Linked DNA regions of Hordeum vulgare: all the other regions are linked to region 1. A link is a contact called in public Hi-C and HiChIP or PLAC-seq data. All regions are on one chromosome and are shown on one strand. The core of a region is the stretch at or near the end of the contact, and the rest is flanking DNA. Distances in the headings are between cores, read along the strand shown.

Region 1 (4,847 bases), core at 445-2,944:
GACCGATGCACCGGATAAGGATGTATTTCAGACATAAACTACGTTGATGTATAAAAACAAAATGCATTTTTTTAATATAATGATAAAATGAAAAACTTGCATGACATGAACTATATATATAGTTATTAGTGTTAAAACACTGTCCGATGCCCCACGTTTAGCAAAAACACATTCATGTAAATATATTTAAATAGGGTTTAATTCAGTAGAATCTTTACAACTTGTAATTTTTTAAAGGAAATAACATATAAAATTATATACGAAGCACAATTAGAATCGAGGGAGTCATGATTATAATCTGTAGAAGAAAAACATCTAGAAAAGAGGGAAGACAAGTAACAGGAGCCAGCTTGCCTTACTTCCTCGCAGGATGTCATAACTGCGGGTAGCCGCGTGGCCATGTGTCGGGCGCCTGGCCGTTCGGCATAGGAACAGATCAAATCAAATGTCAATCATATCGATATAGACATGGGATATATGTGGATCGCTTGCCGGCGGCCACCGCTGCGATCGTTGGCTTTTCTTGGCTGTTCGAAAGTCGGGACAACAAAACCAGCCGACGAGAGGAGACGGTTTCCTAATCAATTGTTCTTTGAGCAAACCCTAATCAGGGGATGGAATTGCTATGTTCATCATATAGCCGGATCGATTGATCGTGCGTGCGTGCGTGCGTAAGTGCCTACCGTGTGCAGCAAACGTTCTTGATGTGGGCTGCAACGTACATAAGCGGCAGTACACGGATCGAATGGATCAGCGTTGAGCACGAGAGCCTTCTAAAGACAGATTTCATGGCCGTGTAGCACTTCTGCTTGCCTACCCTGATGCCTTGACCGTGTAGCATGTGCCACAGGGTGGGCCTATTGGGCTCCGCCCACACAGGACACAGTAGTGGCAGCCTTTCCTCACTGTCTTTCACACTCACCTTCCATCCCTGTCCCGTGTCCTGTCACTGTGCGTACCGTAATGTAACTTGCCCTGCTTCGATCGAAAGTTAAAAAAGGAGCACGAACCTGGACGTGTTTTAATTTCGATTTTCTCTTCTGGATGGGAAGCGGCCAGGTTCGGTTCCATTCCACGGACGGACCGGCGGAGCGCCTGTGCCGGCAAGGTGGCAAAGCATCTGCTCATCTTCGCCCGCGTCGTGTCGTGGAGACCGTTGAGCACGTGTAGTGTACCTATATAACCACCTTTGGAACTTGATGCTCCATGCATCGGGACTCACTCGCTCCTTGTCCTGTCCACGGAGAGCAGTCATTTTTCGCCAACTTTATTATTATTAGGCGTAACTTTCTTTTTATTGCCTGGACAAAAACTGAATTAACTCTGAACTCCGAAGTACTGCATCTCACCTACAATGGTGGATGGGAAGCAAGCAGTATACACACTGAAACTAATTACCGTGGTCGTGGCCGGGACACGTGGCACGCAATGAGACCGACACGGTCGTCCCTGGAGTCACCTCTGGCACCCTCAAAAAAAAAAAAGATTCACCTCTGGCCCGGGGCCCCACACCACAGTAGCTGAGTAGCAGTACGACTCGGTCCTCGCGGCGCACGACCGCTCAGGGCCAGGGCAAACAACAACAACAACCCCTGACGGGCGGGCCCCACGCGAGGTGGGTCGGGCCGGGCCGGGCCGGGCCTCGTGGTCGCGAGGGCTCGCGGCGACGCGTCCATTAATTCGGGATCCTCCTCCGACCTCCGTCCTCCTCCCCTCGCCATATCGGAGAGAGAGAGAGAGAGGGGAAGAGGAGTGGAGACCAGCAGCAGAGAGGGAGAAGAGAAAGAGTAGCGTTGATACACCGTCGAATCGAATCGGATCGGATCGGACCGGGGACAGGGGCCGGGAGCGGGAAGGAGACCGCCGCCGTCCTATCACCCCCATATCGGAATCGCATTCGCATCTCACTCCTCCCCCCCCACTCGCCGGTCGCTTCGATTGCGTGATTCGTACGGTTTATCACCGCCTCTTTCTCTTCCGCTCTCTCGCACGCCACCGCCATCGCCAGGAGCTGCTCCCTCCCGCGGCGCCGCCACCGGCAGAGCAGCAGCAGCAGCAGTAGTGCCAACATTCGTTTCCCCCCCTTCCCCTCCCCTCTCCTCTCCCCGCTCCTTCTTCTGATTCTGCTGCTGGTTGTTTGGTGTGCTGGTTGTGCGTGACGATTTGTTTGCTGTGCTTGCAGCTGCGGGCGGTGGAGATGGCGGGAGGAGGAGGAGGAGGTGGCGCGGGCGAGCACCCGGGGGCGGTGTCCTACTGGTACGACGCCTGCGAGGACGACGAGGACGCGTCGCTGCTGTGCGGCATCGACTTCGCCTCGTCCGCCGACTTCGACCCGGGGCTCATGCCCTTGCCCGCCATGGACTGCGGCATCGACTTCGCCGCCTCCGCGGATTTCAACCCCGGCTTCATGCCCGCCATGGACTGCGGCGGCGTAGACGACGGATTCGTCGCCGAGATCGACCGGATTCTCGAGAGCATCGACGCCGAGACAGCCCCCGCGCCACAGCCCCCGCCTGTGGCTCCCCCGCAACCGCCGGCGGAGCGGGTGCAGGAGGCTGCTGCTATTGCGGCTGTGGCCAACAATGCCGTGGCGGTGGTGTGCTCGGAGCAGAGGAGCCAGGCCGGCGGGCCCAGGAACGAGGCGAGAAGCGTCGAGGCGAGGAAGGAGACGAGAAGCGTCGGGCCGAGGAAGGAGACGACAAGCGCCGAGCCGAGGAAGGAGACGAGAAGGGAGACGCAAGGCGGTTCGGCGAACGGCGGTCGCGGCGGGGAGTGGAGAGACGGGAAGCGTCCTCGGCTCGCCCCTGGGGCTGACGGGGGCCCACGCCCTGATTCCCGGCGGCGCCCGATGCTGCCGCCGCCCTCGCGTGGCTGGGATGAACGGCGCGGGAGGCGCGACTTCGTCGACAGGCCTCGCAAGCGCGACCGCGACCGCGACAGTAACCCTGCCCACCGGCGCGAGGCTCGAGGATTCTGGGAGCGGGACCGCGGCGGCAAGATGGTGTTCCGCCCTGGCACCTGGGAGCAGGAGTCTGAGCGCGAGGGAAAGCGTGCCAGGACACAGAACGGAGGCTCCATGGAGAAGAATGCAGACGCAGATAAGGCGGCTTCCGCCCACAAGGAGAAGCCTCTCGCCGAGGAGCAGGCCAGACATTACCAGTTGGAGGTGCTCGAGCAAGCAAAGAGCAGGAACACAATAGCCTTCCTCGAGACCGGCGCAGGGAAGACCCTCATTGCTGTGCTGCTCATCAAAAGCATATGTGACAAAATGATGAAGGAGAACAGGAAAATACTTGCCGTGTTCTTGGTTCCCAAGGTGCCTCTTGTGTATCAGGTACATACATACATATACGACCGAGCTTCCAGTGATTAAGGTTTCATATCTTGTGGGTGTAACCGTGTTGCTGAAATTGCAGCAAGCTGAGGTGATACGCGAGAGGACTGGCTATCGGGTTGGGCACTACTGCGGAGAGATGGGTCAGGATTTCTGGGATGCTAGGAAGTGGCAGCGAGAGTTTGATTCCAAACAGGTCATTCTTCTCACTTCCACCCCCTTCCATACCGTTCTTATTGCTGTGTATAATGTGCCTGCGACCTAGCTCTATGCTAAACATTTGCTTAAATCTTCATATCATTTTGGAACGACGTTAGGCTGGTTATCCTCTAGGAAGCATTGACAAGGGATACTGCAATTTCTAGAAACAGTCATAGGTGATACGGAATAATTAATAAAATCCATGTAATAAAGACAGAATGATTTTGAGATATCACATGAGATCAAAATACTGCCCCATTTGTTGTCTCTGTGCCTCTTTTCATGCCCTCAATTGCCTCAATCCCTGTGTATTTGGAATCAACACTTCAACTATAGCAGCCACAGCCAGCACCAGCAGTAGCTAGCCAGCAGCAATCAATACTTAAGCAGCAGCAGCCAGCCAGCAAGCATGCTGCACACACACAAGCAAGCACCCCCATACCAGAGGAGAGCAGGGGATTCGGGAACAGGGGAAGTTACCTTGCTTTGCTTGACTCCAGGCGATGGAGGCGTTGGAAGTGATGTCCAGGTGCGGTCGTGCGCTCGATCCAGTCCTCCATTGAATAGCACGGGATGAGAGCTGTCTGTTAGGGTTAGTAGTTGGGCTTTACCGGGCTACACCATTCCCATGTCCCCGACGTATCAACGGCGTCCTAGCAGCGTACCTTTATTTATTTATTTTTAGTCAGAAAATGGGGATACACATATCCTGTGTATCACGTATCACACGTTTATATGCGGATACAGCAGATTTTGAAGTATTGGTGCTTTTTAGATTATGGTTAACGATGCTGTTAATTGGTCAGGTACTCTTTTTATTTATTTATTTACGGCAATTGCATTGATTATGTATCACATATATAATGTTCATATTTTTTGGCAAGACTACATGCTGGTCGTATTTCTTGCCTGATTTGAACTGCCTTTGGAATAGGCTATGTTTCTAATCAACTACTCCGTATATAATTATTTTTTTGGCAAAATTATGAATCTTTTTTAAATCGTGTCTGCAATGCTTAGTATTGTGCATTCACACATGTCGAGGCCGCTCATTTTACAGCATATTTGCACAATGTGTGTATGACGCACATCCATCTATGGAAACAATTTTGCACTTTACCATGTATGATTCGCTTACATTAAACAGAGCCCTTTTATGCAGGTACTAGTTATGACAGCTCAAATTTTGTTAAACATCCTCAGGCACAGTATTATTAAAATGGACGCCATACATCTTTTAATTTTAGACGAGTGCCATCATGCAGTGAAAAAGCATCCATATTCTCTAGTGATGTCAGAATTTTATCACACA
Region 2 (4,341 bases), core at 1,838-4,337, 140 kb before region 1:
ACATCCATGGGTTTTCACTCTACAGAGCGAGTCTCTGTTTTGATTCTGAATAGGCCCATTGATAGCAGACATATCATCACAGCGGGATCTTGCGCCTGTGACTTCCTTCATTGGTTTCTCAAGTGAAGACAGCAACTCCATGGAAGTGGTGTTTGCATAAACTAGTACATATTCTCGTTCGATCCACTCCCATGAATCAAATACTGCAACATATAGAAAATAAGGTCTAAGCAGAGGGCATAAATACGATTTGTAGTTCTAGACAGGGTCTAGTGTACCTTTTGAATCTGCACTTTCAGACTTTACTTTGACAACAGCAGAAGAGATAGTCTGGCATGTATCCTTTAAATCAAGAGCATGATGTGACTCAGCCACGATTTCACTGTCCCTGAGAACAATCGAGATAAATACATGACCAAGCCAAGTGCAAAGTGGAATGCTTTTAACTATTCCAAAAATGTTCAGGAAATCTAGAAAAGACTGGAGGACTGCTGCACATAGAGTAGCTGTCCCCATGTATAAAGAGCGCAAGACAAAGTCAGGGACACACTAAATCTGAATGTGATGAAAAATTCCAAATCCAATCCACATGTAGGTGCAAGGACCAAGAAAATATGTGGCTTGCATATAGGTTCAGTAGTACAGAACTTGACCATTCGCCGTGGTTTATATATTTCTTTTCGGGGTACATGTGAGGACAGCTTCTCATATGGTCAGCGGGCCTGTTTTTAGAGTTAAAACTTACAAGGCTTGATACGGAAAAAGTTCTGAAAGAAGGTAGATCACTGAAAACAACCCGATGAACTTCTGATTTTTATATACTACAGCCAGAGAAACAGGAATACCTTGCTGTTGCCAAAAACTTGTGATTAAAGAATTCCTCAAAAGGCATTCTCATTGCTGAAAAAATGGAAGAAAATTTTGATAGTTATATTAAATAGCCCAAATGGAAGTAGAACAAAGATTACTGCAATGAGATATGCCTTATTTGCGTAGAGACAAAGTGAAGTGAAAATGGCAAACTCACCTGGATCAAGGCATATGAGTCTTCTGCACAGATCAATAAACTCAGGATGTAAATCAGCCTCTATGTCTGGAGGGAAACTGAGGCCACTAGATGTCAGGACTTTTTCACGCAGCTGTAATCAGACAACAAAAACATGTAGCAGTGTTAGGCTATACATGTACTGTGACTGTACAGATCTAATTGTACAATAATACGAGCAAACCTCCACTCTATTCTCCCCAAGAAATGGCAGCTCCCCCGTTACTAGCTGGAAAAGAATGACTCCAACACTCCATAAATCTGCCTGCAAGATTTTTCCTGATAGAGATTATTGCCTGTTTATTGTTAAGATCATGGCAGATTAACTAAATATACCTTTGCATCATATTTATCCCCTCGCCAGATTTCTGGGGCCATATAATATGGAGACCCACAAAATGTGGCAGCCAAATTTTCATGCATCAGAGATCTGTAGCCAGAAGGTAATTTTCAGTTGTACATTTGCACTTATAAAAAGCTCCTTCAACCAATAAGAAAGCTCACAATGAGTACAGAGCAAAGTTGAGTATTGATAAGACCAGTAAGTCATGCCATTGTGGAAAAAGAACACTTGACAGAAAGTAACAGTTATAAATATTTTGCTTATGGTCTGCATCTCCCCAATAATTCCAATCAGAAGAGGAAGGAAGATTGTCCTATAACTGTGACACTGAGAATTAAGCTCTCACCTGGCAAACCCAAAATCACCAATTTTCAATGTAATTGCATCCCCGTCGGTTGATAGCAGAAGGTTCTACATAATTTACAGCTTAATCAGTATGGAGAAAATAATGCATCGGTAAATGATAATGGATGGAACAAATAACTGGGCCAGATAAATCACTATACAAATTTTACATGTGTAATTTGTTATTAATGACTGAAATTCAAATACAAGTGTCAAGTAGTATGAGTGAACACTGAACAGCGTGATTTTCAATGCAGTTTGGCATTTGATGGTAAACTGACATTGATTGGGAGCTATTAATGTAAGTTCAACTTTTGACCAATAATGTAAGTTCAGTTGATAATTATGGAAACCCTTTAACATAGGATCATTACTTTAGTTTTGGCTCTTGTTACCCAAAAATAAACACCACAAATCACCAATCGGGCCCAATTAACAACAGATTCCAACCAAAAATGCCTAAAAAGTTGACCCCCAGACCAACCGTAAACCCTAAGAAATCCAGTAGAAAAGGCCGTAAGATCTAACCTGGGGTTTGAGGTCCCGGTGCACGATCCTCTTGCCCCTCAGCACCTTGAGCCCCTCGGCTGATCATCCAAAACAACACACGGCAGTGAAGCAAAATAGGCGCATCAAAACATACACATCCCAGTATATACAGTAATAACAAGGGGAAAGGGGACTGTCGATTGGGAACATACCGAGCTGCCGGGCGAAGTCCCTGGCGGTGGCCTCCGGCAGCCGGTTGCGCGGCCCGCCGTGCGTTAGCCTGTAGGCCTCGAGGTCACCCCCGTCGCAGTACTCCAGCACCAGGAACAGCTTCTCCCCCGTCTGCGGTGAAAATCGCGGGGCATTTTTTTACCACACCGAGTTCGACCGCAACCACCAGACACCAGTGGTGCGGACTGCCGGGGCTGGAGATTTGGGAGGGAGGGGGGGTTAGTGCTGCCTACCTCGATGGTGTCGATGAGGCGGAGGATGTTGGGGTGGGAGAGGCTGCCGAGGATGCTCATCTCCTGGAGGATGCCGCGGCGGACGTGGTCGTCGACCCGGCGGCGGTCGATCTCCTTGACGGCGACCCGCGCCCCGGTGGTGGCGTGCACCGCGCGGAACACCTCCGCGAACGTCCCCTTCCCCACCATCTCCCCGAGCTCGTACTCCCCCACCACCACCCGCGGCGGCCGCGGCGACGCCGGGCCCTCCTCCATCGCGCCTCCGCCTCCGCGCGCAGCCGGGGCCTGGTCGGGCACGGCGAGTTCGTTCGTGTTGGGGGCGGGCGGGCGGGCGAGCGAGGGAGGCGAGAGCGTGTACTGCTGCCGTGCCGGTGGTGGTTTGGATTACGGAACGGGGCCCGCGTGCTGGTGGTGGCCTCGCCAGACGGGGGAAAGGATATTTGCGGGCCGTGGCGGTCAATCTAGCCAGTGGGGCCCCGCATGTCAGAAACCTGCGATGGGATACGGTTTTGGTGCAGCATACCTCGCTCGAAGCCACTTGGGCTCTCACTGACGGCCCGGGCGCGGATACGGCGGGCCATGCTGTCAGTGGGTGCGGACGGCTTACTTTTTCTTTATTGTACTGTATGTATGTATGTATGCTCGGGTGGGGGGCCTACCGGTGGGGAAGCGGGGACCGTGTGGGCCTTTCGGAGCTCTTTTTAAACGGCTTTCTCTGCCCATCGGTGTCGTGTGGCACAAGCTGTTGCTTCGTAGCAGAGGCTAGTAGTGCGGTGACGTGACAGGTGTCGTGTGGGATGCGGCGTGCCTGCCGCTGCCTCGCGCTACCTTTTGCATTGCGCGCACAAGCGGTTTGCCAAAAGAAAACGAACGCCAAAGTTAATAGGAGCAACTTCAACGCATCGATCTAAATTAACACGTGTTTTGATCGTCGCTTATCTTCTTTTGCGTTTGAGTCGACCGGACATCCAATACGCGAATGTATTTTGAGGCCCGCTTGCCTTGTTTCTACAAACATATGTAAATTTGATTAATACTGTACTACTTTACATAATTGAAACAAAATACAAACATTTTATAAAGTTTTACAACCAAACAAATATCTTATAGTTTTACAAGCCAAATAAGAATAAAATTGTCTCAAATCTCCCCTAATAATAATAAAGCGCGTAGCGCTTCTGCCGCACGTCGTCGATTTTTTTACAAAAACACCCCTCGCTTTTTCGGTATTCAACCCGCAGTTCGTTTTTAAGTCAAAAAAACGAATCTTTTTTGCAAACCCCCTGATGTTTCACGTAATCAACCCGCGGTCCGGATTTAAGTCAGAAAACGAATCGTTTTTTTTGCAATTTTCTATAAAAAACTGATGTTTCACGTAATCAACCCGCCCTTTGTATTTTAACAAACAAAACCCTAACTTTTCAGTTAATCAATCCACATTTTATCTAAAACAAAATTATCCATATCTTTCAAACCGTAACTCCGATTTTAACATGTTATATATGAAATTTGATTAAAAAAATGCGTAGAATCTAAATAGGATGTTATTTTTAGCTGTTGAATACTTCTTAAATATTATTTCTGGGGCAAACTTAATATGTAGTGCACGATCCTTTTTTTTCTCTCTTTCCGGCGACGATATGAATTGCAATAAA
Region 3 (4,681 bases), core at 857-3,356, 160 kb before region 1:
ATCTCGCTCGAAACCCCAGGCCACGCTCCAGTCCAGGAGCAAAAACGGCGAGTTCGCTTTCCGCATGCAGGTACCACACACATACGCATGACACATCATGCATCATGGAACACACAAACACTGGTCATCTGCATGTTAGATTCCAAGTTTTCAGTGACGATGACATATCTCGTGTAATCAGTTTTGATTCTCGCTCTAAATGGTTAACGGCAAGTATAGCCTGTAATGAGAACAAAATGGCGACTATTTGCGACAGTGGAATGCAATGAATGAAGAACGAAAACGGTGGAGCAGGAAAGCAATGGGGGGCGGGCCGGCGGTTAAAGTTGAGCAAAGTCAAGACGAGACGTAAAACTGGTGTAGCTTTGAGATGATTGGCTCGCTACCTTAAGGTTGAAGCAGTAGACGACGGCGTCGTGGCCCACGGAGGTGACGGCGAGGTGCAGGACGGCCATGCGGAGGTTCTCCATGGCGGCCACGGCCCGCACGAGCCGCCCTGGCCACCGCCTCCCCGCGACGCGCACCCTCACGTGGCCCCCCACCGCGGACATCGCCTCCACGTCCACGCCGCCGCCGATGCCGCGGGCCTCCGAGAAGCTCGTGTACTGCGGCGACACGAACACGCCGTCCGATGCCGCCGTGGCCGCCGTGCCCACGGGGCCCTCGCCGCGCTGAGCTGCCGCTAACGCCTGCAGCGCCACCAGCTGCTGCTCCAGCTGCTTCACGTAGTCGATGGCTCCCCCCACCACCGTCGCTTGGTCACCCTAGGTAGGGTGCATTGCAAACGTTAGCAAGAAAGGAAAAGGATCGGGGAGGTGACAAATTAATCTCATTTGCTGAGTGCGCATGCTTGGCTTACTCGTGGGATGTAGTCGGAGGGGATGAGGGAGCGGAGGGAGGCGAGGTGGTCGTTCATGAGGCGGCGGCGGTTGCGCTCGACGGCGATGTGGGTCATCCGCTGGCACTCGGCCTCCTCCGGCTTCTTGCGCTTCTCCGGCGGAGGCGCGGCGCGCGGGCGCGTCCTCGGCCGCTTCCTCCGCTTCGCCGCGGGCGCCTCGATCGCAGGGGGCGCCGGCAGCTGCGTGACGCAGCTCTCGAGCAGGTCGACGTCGGACGCAGCCGGCCGGCACGCGAAGCCAGCGCCGCCGCTGTAAGACTCCCGCTTCGCACCTGGTCCACCGTCGCCCATGGCGCCCTGGAGCAGCGCCAGGAAAGGCACCTGCGCGGCGCTCGCGCTCGCCGCCGCCTGGTCCGCCCAGCACTGATCCATCACCGCCACCACCACCATGAGCCAAGAAGAAGGACCGGCAACAGCACAGGGAAGAAAGCAACACGTTAGCAAGAAAAGGCAACCGCGGCAACGCCATAAAAGAGACGCTACGACGAGGAGGCATTGAATGGCGCGAGCGTGCGCGCGCAGGGCTAGCTAGGCTAGGCTAGGCTAGCCATCAACGGTCAGGGCCATTGGAGCAGCACTGGGGAAGGAGCAGATGAGGCACTAAACTAGACTAGACGCACGCAGGAGAAGGGAAGGGAAGCTGCCATGCCGCAGCAAGCGGGCGGTGGCACTTAATACGACGGTCTCTCCATGCCGCAGAGACCTCGAATGGAAGCTGCGCGCGCGCACGCACGCTCAATTACTAGGGCGAATTGAAGGGGAAGAGGAGTAGTGCGGGGCTTACCAGGGAAGTGAGGATGGGGCCTTGCAGCTGCATCCTCTCCATTACTGCTAGATGGAGCGTGTCTAGGCAGCAAACAGGGTTAGCAATAACTGCGCTAATGAGTAATGAGCCCCTGGGGCAGCGAGCGAGCGACCGAGCAACAGCGGCTCCTCCTCCTCCTCTCTTGCTGCTGCTGCTCCTCCTCCTTCTTCACCAGTGTAAGTGGAGCAGCTCTACTGTTGCAATAAATATGGTCTCCCCTCCCTCCCACTCTACTTGTAGCAGCAGCAGTGGCAAGGCAATGGCAAGGGAGGCCAACAACCTAAGATAGGGGACGGAGGAGTTGTCTCTTGTTGCATGTGTGGGGTGAGAGAGAGAGATGGATGGAGCTGGTAGGCCATGGCAGTAGGCAGGGATTAATTTGAAGCGATTGATCAGTGTAACAAGTGAATGAGTTATTGACGGTGCAGGCGGCGGCAGGGGGCTGAGGAGGAAGAAGGTAGGGAGCGTGGATTGGCGCGGGGGATTTGTCCGGCACGAGGACAGCGGCAGGCCATGGGTGGGCCGTGGGCGCCGGCAGGTCCGCCCGCTTTGCGCCCCTGCCTTGGCTTGGCCGCCCTCCAGCTCTCTCTTTGCAGCCGTGCCTTTCACATTCAAACCCTTACCCTATTTTTATGTAAAGACATGCACATAGATCATGTAACACCAATTCATCAGCAATTCAACAAACCAAAATAAATCACGATTCAACAATCAACACATGCCAAAATAAAGTTATACAATTCATACATAGACACATGACACACGTGGGCATGTGTTTTCCAACGTTGTCCGCGATTGTTGGAGTTAGAGCATCTTCAACAGTCTGTATGTTCAATCGTTGATATAAGTATTCACATCAACAACCAACATCACATCATACAGGCTCTTCAATGGAGTGTATGTTAATCGCATGTAAAATAACTAAGCGGGTTCATTAAACATGGAAGAAATAACCATGCTTGCCTCGGAGCTTGTGCGTGAACCGTTGTTTTAAGTTCATACCATTCCATTCTCTCTCTTCTTTTATTATGCGTCATGTCATCAAAATCATCTATGTGTCAATTTTACCAACGATGATCATACAACCATTGAAGATGCCCTTATGGTGAGTCGTACGCCATGTCCTCGATGGTGGCCGCTTCCTCCTACATCCACGCACCTCTAATGCCCGACCATTGCAAGTTTGAAACGACGTAGGGTATGGCTGAGGGTGGGTACCTTCTTGTGGCGAGGGCGGACACCGTAGCCGCAAAGTCCATGTTGGCGGCCTCCCTTCTCCGGAGCTTCCTTCTTGGCACCTTCATGGGCGCGTTGCCTGGTATCGTGCCCAGATTGCTTGCGACGGTTGGGGCCCTCAGGGAATTCGTCGAGCCATAGTCCATGGTGGTGGGGGACGGGATAGTGGGCTTCGACATCTTGGATGACACACAAATATGGCAACACAGACGCAAAGCAATGGTGGAGGATGGCGATGCTCGGAGGCGGGAATGTGAGGCAAACGAGGAAGTTGTGATCGATTCGGTTGACTTGGTCAGTTTGAAGGAATTTGGAGTCGAACCGACCTGGTGGATCGTTCCTGGCGGACGCGTGTTCACACATACCCATATACACCCCAAACAAGGACTAGATATGACGGTGCCTAACAGCCCGAACATTTAGGTTGGATTTGAGGGGTACGGTTGAGTGGTGTTTTTTGTCCAGGCTATCCAGGGCGAGTGAAGGGGTGGTGTGGGGGCTGCAGATACTCGGGTTTAGGGTTAGGGTAAGGTGTAACACGACTTATCTTTATGTTTGAAGGCTAGATCACATGTTCTCATCCCCATATGAAGTGGTTGTAGGCATCAAAACCGACATATCTCGGGTAGGGGGGTCTGAGCTGTGAGATCGGATCAAAGGTAACATGAGACAAAGAATGCACGGCTTTTTACCGAGGGCCCTCTTGATGGAGGTAAAACCTTCGTCTTGCTCTTGTTGTATTGATGTTGTATCAATTACGAAGTTTATCTACCTCGAGATCGAGAGATTGTGGGCTAAAACCTAGGGGTTATGATGCATGTATATGTATCATCATGATCTATCGACTGACCTTAACTTATATGATGCACGAGAGGCCTAGGATAATAAGAGTCATAGTCGACTACGTCAGTGGGGAGAGTCATTGTCTTGATCACCAAGTGTTGTAGAATCTTCCTCGTATACATCATGCGCTACCCGAAATGGCCCATTAGTGAACCGTCATGGGGGTCCTCGACCTGGCCCTCATAGTCTAGAGACGATGTGGTGAGCACCCCCTAGTCGCGCACACCATAAGTAGCCCCCCTGAACCGATCTCCAAGTTGGGGACTGATACGCTCATTTTGCATCATGAATTACTATTGATATTTTTGTTGATCAAGTTCATTATCTAGTATTATCGTACAACTCTTATGTCTTTTCTCTCGGAATATGCAAGGTACATCACTGAGAGGGAAATATGTGGAAACTGGAATTCTTGACCGGAAAACCGATAAAAAGGCAGAAAAATTAACTTGCTTCAAATGACCTGAAACTTTACAGAGATTCATGACACAACACTCTTATCGTGTATGCCGACGATTCGATCCAGGGGTTTGTATAAAGACACATGAAGACCGTATGCCTAAAAAGGTAGGTCATGACATATGGTATCAGAGTAATGTGTTGCGTGTAGGGCGTGACTCTAGGATTTGACGAGGCCATAAAAACAATATTATTTTTTGATTACCTTATACTTCTGTTCACTTCGTTTCTGACCTCTCCCTTTTCAAACTGTAGGTGAAGGAATACACATAGGTCATGTACATAAGATCAGGGGACATAATAAGTACACCAACATGTTTTGTCGAGTGTTTGGGAGCTCTGACCCACGAGCTTGGATTGCCACCTCTCGAGTTTAAGGGTAGATGCATTGAGGAAGCTGTTTCCAGTGACATACGTGATTGGGTTATTAAGACCAAAGT

What was found. Hi-C and Micro-C count contacts between places; a contact is called where the count stands out from the background. HiChIP or PLAC-seq counts read pairs in DNA pulled down with a chosen protein or histone mark.
Region 2: a Hi-C map of leaf shows a contact between it and region 1, with 7 times the contacts expected there. The contact joins the promoter of LOC123449882 here to the promoter of LOC123449883 in region 1. A contact is called at or near these places in 5 of 6 Hi-C or Micro-C datasets (leaf, seedling and an unstated tissue) and 1 of 1 datasets of contacts at active chromatin or transcription factors (embryo).
Region 3: a contact with region 1 is called in an H3K4me3 HiChIP or PLAC-seq map of embryo, with 4 times the contacts expected there. The contact joins the promoter of LOC123449881 here to the promoter of LOC123449883 in region 1. A contact is called at or near these places in 1 of 6 Hi-C or Micro-C datasets (seedling) and 1 of 1 datasets of contacts at active chromatin or transcription factors (embryo).

The regions. Positions count from the first base shown.
Region 1 is chr4H:595,122,293-595,127,139 of MorexV3_pseudomolecules_assembly, forward strand. It overlaps LOC123449883 (endoribonuclease Dicer homolog 1), which reads left to right and starts at 1,695. Exons shown (of 20, transcript XM_045127243.1): 1 at 1,695-2,058; 2 at 2,183-3,334; 3 at 3,417-3,530; 4 at 4,698-4,847. The coding sequence starts at 2,198.
Region 2 is chr4H:594,982,512-594,986,852 of MorexV3_pseudomolecules_assembly, forward strand. It overlaps LOC123449882 (serine/threonine-protein kinase ATG1a-like), which reads right to left and starts at 3,088. Exons shown (of 13, transcript XM_045127241.1): 1 at 2,687-3,088; 2 at 2,435-2,564; 3 at 2,262-2,320; 4 at 1,735-1,799; 5 at 1,382-1,475; 6 at 1,230-1,310; 7 at 1,028-1,139; 8 at 846-900; 9 at 279-388; 10 at 1-203. The coding sequence starts at 2,941.
Region 3 is chr4H:594,965,827-594,970,507 of MorexV3_pseudomolecules_assembly, forward strand. It overlaps LOC123449881 (transcription factor bHLH57-like), which reads right to left and starts at 2,107. Exons shown (of 4, transcript XM_045127240.1): 1 at 1,683-2,107; 2 at 860-1,261; 3 at 387-764. The coding sequence starts at 1,724.